Regions from separate parts of the Sus scrofa genome. Here region 2 is linked to region 1. The links are chromatin contacts, called in public HiChIP or PLAC-seq maps. All regions are on one chromosome and are shown on one strand. The core of a region is the stretch at or near the end of the contact, and the rest is flanking DNA. Distances in the headings are between cores, read along the strand shown. Region 1 overlaps PKNOX2 (homeobox protein PKNOX2). Region 2 overlaps PKNOX2 (homeobox protein PKNOX2).

Region 1 (2,542 bases), core at 17-2,516:
GGAAGCCGTTCCCAATTCTCCACCACCCCCTGTCCCAGGTAGCTTTGACCCCTGCCGCATCTGCAGGTACATCGAACCTTATCACCTGTAACACGTCAGGGCCCTCATTTGTCTATCTCCCTGAGTGGACTGGGCTCCCAGCTCCCAGCACCATGTCTAGCTCCAGTAGGCTCCCAGTGTGTTTGTTAAATGACTGAATGACTGACAATGAGGAAATGAAAGAGTGATGTGTTAAAAGGCTCACTGATCCAAAATGCAGAGGAGTCAACCATGGCTCCTCCAAATATCTCCCAAGCCAGTTGGCCCAGGGGGAGGAAGGGCTGGTGGCAGGGCCAGGGAGGACCCATTCAGCTCAAAGAGGCTCCTGGACCAGCAGGCCTGGGCCACCTACATTCTGATTCCAGGAAGGACCAGGCAGAACACACTTTGGGAAAGTTACTTAGTGTAAAATGGGAGTCTTAATCAATTAATTAATTTAAAAGGGTTTGGTTTACAAAATGAGGCTTGAAAATGTCCACTGGCCCTGCCTGCCCTGCCAGGGTGGGGGTGTAGACTGGGATCTGAGCCCTTCACATCCCAGCTTGGTGTACTTTCCTGGGCACTGTCTGCTCCCCATCTTTCAGTCCATCTCTGGAGGACCCCTCTCTGTATAACAGTCCTTTAGGGTGTGTGTGTTTGTGTTGGGTCGGGAGGGGGATGTTTATAGCTAGAAACACATATTTGATATGCCTATTGTGTTCTCAATAAAAAGGGGAGTAATTAAAGTTCAATCCAATCTTGGCTACCAGAGACGTACAGAAGATAGAGTGAAAAATCAATGTTAGGGTCATGGGTGAAAGAAAGCTGGAAAACACCATTGTACTGTTCATGCCCACACTCTCAACAGCCCCGAGAGGCAGGGAGGGAAGAAGTCATTCCTATTTTACCAACGGAGAAAGGCCCAGAATGGAATATAAGTTCCATTAGGGTGGGAAATATTCACTTTGTACCCCTGGCCTGTAGTACAAGTGTCTGCAAGACCCACAGAAAGCACTTGGTATTTATTATATGGTTGAGTGAATGTAAGAAATAGTACTGCAACTACTTGCCCAAATTTGTAGATTTCATCAGCTGCAGAGTGGGACAGGCCAAGGATTTCTGAACTTCTACCCCACTGAGTTGGATCACCCCACTCTTCCTCCTCCTCAAACTCCAAGGACAACCCGCACTGCCTGCTGGGCTCACCCATCCCCCTCCCGCAAGCCACGCAGTCATTGGAGCTCCTAGAAGATCGACCGGAAAGGGGGGGCCAAAGGGTTCCAGTGCCTCAGGCCCGCTGCTGACGGATCACCTGTTCCCTGATTTATTTTAAGCTTTGGCTGCTTGGGCCATTAACTATTTTTGTAGCTGTTTAGAGCACTCATCCTTCTTGGAGGCCAAGGGATAGACAATAACATGTCTGTGTTCTTGGTAAATATAAGATTTCAGGTAGGTTCATCAAATAAAAACCCTAGGCAGGGCCACAAGAGTAAGTATTTCTTCTAGCAAAGTCCAGTTGATGGTTCAGCATCACCTAAGTGAGGCATAAAGGTCCCACAGTCAGACCCGAAGGCTCTTTTACCCTTTGCTACAACCAAGAATCCAGGTCCGAGTGAGTTGGAGTTCAGGGACACGTCCAGTTTAAAGACATGGGTGGCCCAAGCAGGCCGGGGAGAGAGGTCACCATGCACAAAGAGAAGAAAGGCCCAGCAGAAAATAAAAAAAAAAAAGAAAGAGAGGAGTGGGTTTTGATGAGTCAAAGTGAGAGAAGGCAGGTCACCCATATGGTCCCTGGGTGTTGGCCCCAGGGGCAGAGGGGGCCGTCAATCACAGCCACAGAAAAGGCTTAGGGGGACTTTCAAAGCGGTGGAATTAACTCTATTTGCGGCAGAGCAAATGTGTCTGACCGGCAGCTGAGCAGAAGGCCCTGCAAGGCAGGGGGCTCCAGCCCTTAAAGGGATGAGAGGAATGGAAAGTGTGAAAACATCTGAACCCGCTTCTGCCATCCCAGCTGCATGGCCTGGAAGGGGGAGTGGGCATTCATAGTACGGGCCTGGCCATGCCCCCTCCACCTCCAGTTAATGAAATCAGCCTAAGGATCCTAACAACTGATCAAAGCCTGTCCAGCTTCCCCAGATGTCTGCTTCCCTGGTTCCACCCAGAGGGGGAAGGATGCTGGGATAGGGAGGGAAAGAAGGTGCTCAGGGGGCAAGAGAGATGCCCTCCCCAACCCGGCTGGCCCAGCCTTAGCCTTCTGGGTGTGGGATTCATGGGACAGCATCATCTTGACCCCACATCTCCTGGCATAGTGTCCTGCGGTCCTGGACGCCATTCACCTGGCTCTGAGGGTTGTGGGAGGAGGGAGGGAGTGGAGAGTCCCAAGCAAATGTGTGACTTCCTTCTGAAGTTAGCTTCCCACACTGGTCCTGTACTGGGAGTCCTGACTTTGCCTGTCTTGCCTCCCTCTGGTCAATAATGTGGCAGCATCCTGGGTGAATTGCCAAAACCCTTTCCATATCACCCA
Region 2 (2,542 bases), core at 18-2,517, 66 kb before region 1:
ATTTCATCCTAACTGGGAAGGAACAGAGAGAGGTGGGGAGGAGAGACTGCAGGCCTCAGGGACAGAAGAAGAGGGGCTCGGTGTGTTCTGGCACATTCAGGGGAGGGTGGTGGCCAAGCACTACCCCCTCAAGCCCCGTGCTCCACGGACTCGCCATCTCCTTGGGCTTCTCTTCATGATGAGCTGGTCTGAGAACACAGTAAAAAATATGGCCACTTGTTGGCCTTCCCGGGCCCTCCTAAGGCTCTTTGTGCCTTCGTGCCTTCATCCCTTTGCACATGCGGTTCCCTCCTCTGGAATGCTCTTTCTCCCACTTTTTCACTGCTTGTGTTTCTGAGCTTCTGCAAAGACCTATCAGAGATCAAGTCCTCTGTGAGGCCTTTTCCCACTCCCAGGGCAAAGCTGGTCACTGGGGCATTTGAATAATTACCTTTAGCCCTCTCTATAGTTATCCATGTCTCCCACTATCCTGGGAGTTGCTCTCAGTCAGGGACCCCATCTTAGTAGGCCTTGTATCTCCAGTGTCTCAATTAGTAAGAGGCAGAGTAGTATTCTGCATTCGTGTATGAAACAGATGAGTGGAGCAGCATGAGAAGGAGCTGGCTGACTTGTCTCCTGTGAGAGCTAGGCCGGCCTTGCCAAATGTGCCCGTCATCACCCACAGATGCCGGGAAGCTGCTACATCCTTCGGGCCGGCAAGTGAAAGACCTGCCCTTAGGAGCTCACGGCTTAGAGGGAAAGGCTGCAGGCAAAAGCCAAAAGCACTAGTAAAACATAGTGTGTGAGTGCCCATGGGGTGGCAAGGGAGGTCAGGGGAGACTTCCCTAGGGAGGTGGGACATCAGCTGGACTTTGAAGAATGGGTCAAGCCATCTTAGTAGAGGAGGGCCTGGGCCTGCCTGGCAGGAGCCTCGCACTAGGACTTATGTTCAAGCCAGTCAGATGCAAATCTCTCCCACCACTGGATGTCATAAATCCATAGGTTAATGTGCTCCCATTTAATGGAGAGGGATGATGGACAGTGTCCCTGAAATGGGCTGGTCTCTTATGAATAAGAACACAGACCACTATCCTCCTGTGGTGCAAGTCCCACCACCTGCCCCTCCTGGGACCAGCCTCTCAGGAGGCACGTGGTGGGGTGAGTGGCAGCCTTTGGGGACAGGTGTGGTGGCCAGAACGTTCCTGGCACCACATCTGAGTGCTCATGGGAGCAGTCCAGCTTGTACACGGCTCAGACCAGATGATTCCTGAGGACAGAGTCAAAATAGTCCTGGCTGCTGGATGGCTGTCGGTTCGGTCAGCGCTACTTTTAGCACAATTGGAAAGGCTTGGGGCTAAGGGCGGGGAGGGGAATCCAGTGAGACAGTGGAAAGCCATCAAGCCCTGATGCCTGCTCTCTGATCACTATTTGGAGGAACTCCTCTAGAATCGGGAGGGAAGGGCATAGCGAGCAGCCCTCTAGGACAGATACAGAATAGACCAGAACGCTGCAGATCCCTCTCAGGGCCAGCGTGGGGCCTCATTGGACCAGGCAGTGCTGCTTGTGGTTAAGAGCACGGCCTTAGGAGAGGTCAAGTCCTGCACCCACCACTTCACCTGCTGTATGACTTTGGCAATTTATTGTTTTAGGTCTGCCATCCTTCGCTTCCTTGGCCTAACACGGAAATAACAAGATGGTGCCTACTCCTTGGCTTCAGGGACGATTGAATGAGATGACGCAGGCAAAGCACATGTGCTGTACCAACTCTGCACAGCATAGCCTCCCAGACACCACGACATTGACACTTCAGTCTCCAGGGAAGGGAAGTGTTTATTCTGAGTAGGTGTTTCATGGCACCACAGTTGTCCTCAGGAAGCTCCTCTGACATCTAACTTCTTTCCCTGACACCCCCCTTTGGCCCCATGACTCAACTTTCATCTGGGTTAAAGTGAAGCTGAAGGCATCTTTCCATCTGAAGAGTGGGTTCCTTGCAGGGTCCCGGGTTTGAAAGCAGCTTGAACCGGCTGGTTCATGGGCCCCTGGCCACTTCTTTCATGCAAAGCCCACCCTGAGATGGTCCACCCACCTCCTAGCCCATGCAGCAACAAGCAGGAGGCAGCAGCCTGCAGGTATGAGTTGGAGCTGCCTGTGGAGCAGGGCTCGGAGCCGGCTTTCTTTTCTCACTTTTCCACTGTGACCAGCACTGCACTGGGGTCAGCACAGCCTCCTGACCGATGGTGGTCACGTGGTCTGCTGGCTTCTTAGCATGGGGCTACCTGGGGGGTGGGGACAGAGACCAGCCAGAGGAAGGCAGCCTGGATGGCGAGAAGCCTTGAAACAGTCACATCTCATCACATCTAAGATGCCCTCAGTGGCAGGGCATACCTGACTTTGGAGATGCTAAAGAGGAAGAAAGGAGTGGTTTAGGATAGAGAGGGGCACAGGAGTCACCCCAGGAACCCCTGTCTCCTGCTATAGCTGCCCTTGCTCTTCCATTCCTCTCTTTTCCATTCCCCTCCCCCACTTAAAATTGTGCATACAGAGAAAAGCACAAAGAACTAAA

The links. HiChIP or PLAC-seq counts read pairs in DNA pulled down with a chosen protein or histone mark.
Region 2: a contact with region 1 is called in an H3K27ac HiChIP or PLAC-seq map of skeletal muscle. The contact joins two enhancer-like sites. A contact is called at or near these places in 7 of 47 Hi-C or Micro-C datasets (embryonic fibroblasts, epiblast stem cells, liver and 1 more) and 1 of 2 datasets of contacts at active chromatin or transcription factors (skeletal muscle).

What each region holds. Positions count from the first base shown.
Region 1 is chr9:52,534,130-52,536,671 of Sscrofa11.1, reverse strand. The region is part of intron 5 of PKNOX2 (homeobox protein PKNOX2); the gene reads right to left. Among named protein-coding and RNA genes, the nearest start is that of FEZ1, 140 kb to the left of the region's middle. Within about 2 kb of position 1,266, at least 4 of the 83 cell types and tissues checked have an H3K27ac peak or open chromatin away from gene starts, as enhancers often do. A contact at or near this core is called in skeletal muscle, where this site is marked.
Region 2 is chr9:52,599,961-52,602,502 of Sscrofa11.1, reverse strand. All of the region lies in intron 11 of PKNOX2 (homeobox protein PKNOX2), which reads right to left. Among named protein-coding and RNA genes, the nearest start is that of FEZ1, 71 kb to the left of the region's middle. Within about 2 kb of position 1,267, at least 2 of the 83 cell types and tissues checked have an H3K27ac peak or open chromatin away from gene starts, as enhancers often do. A contact at or near this core is called in skeletal muscle, where this site is marked.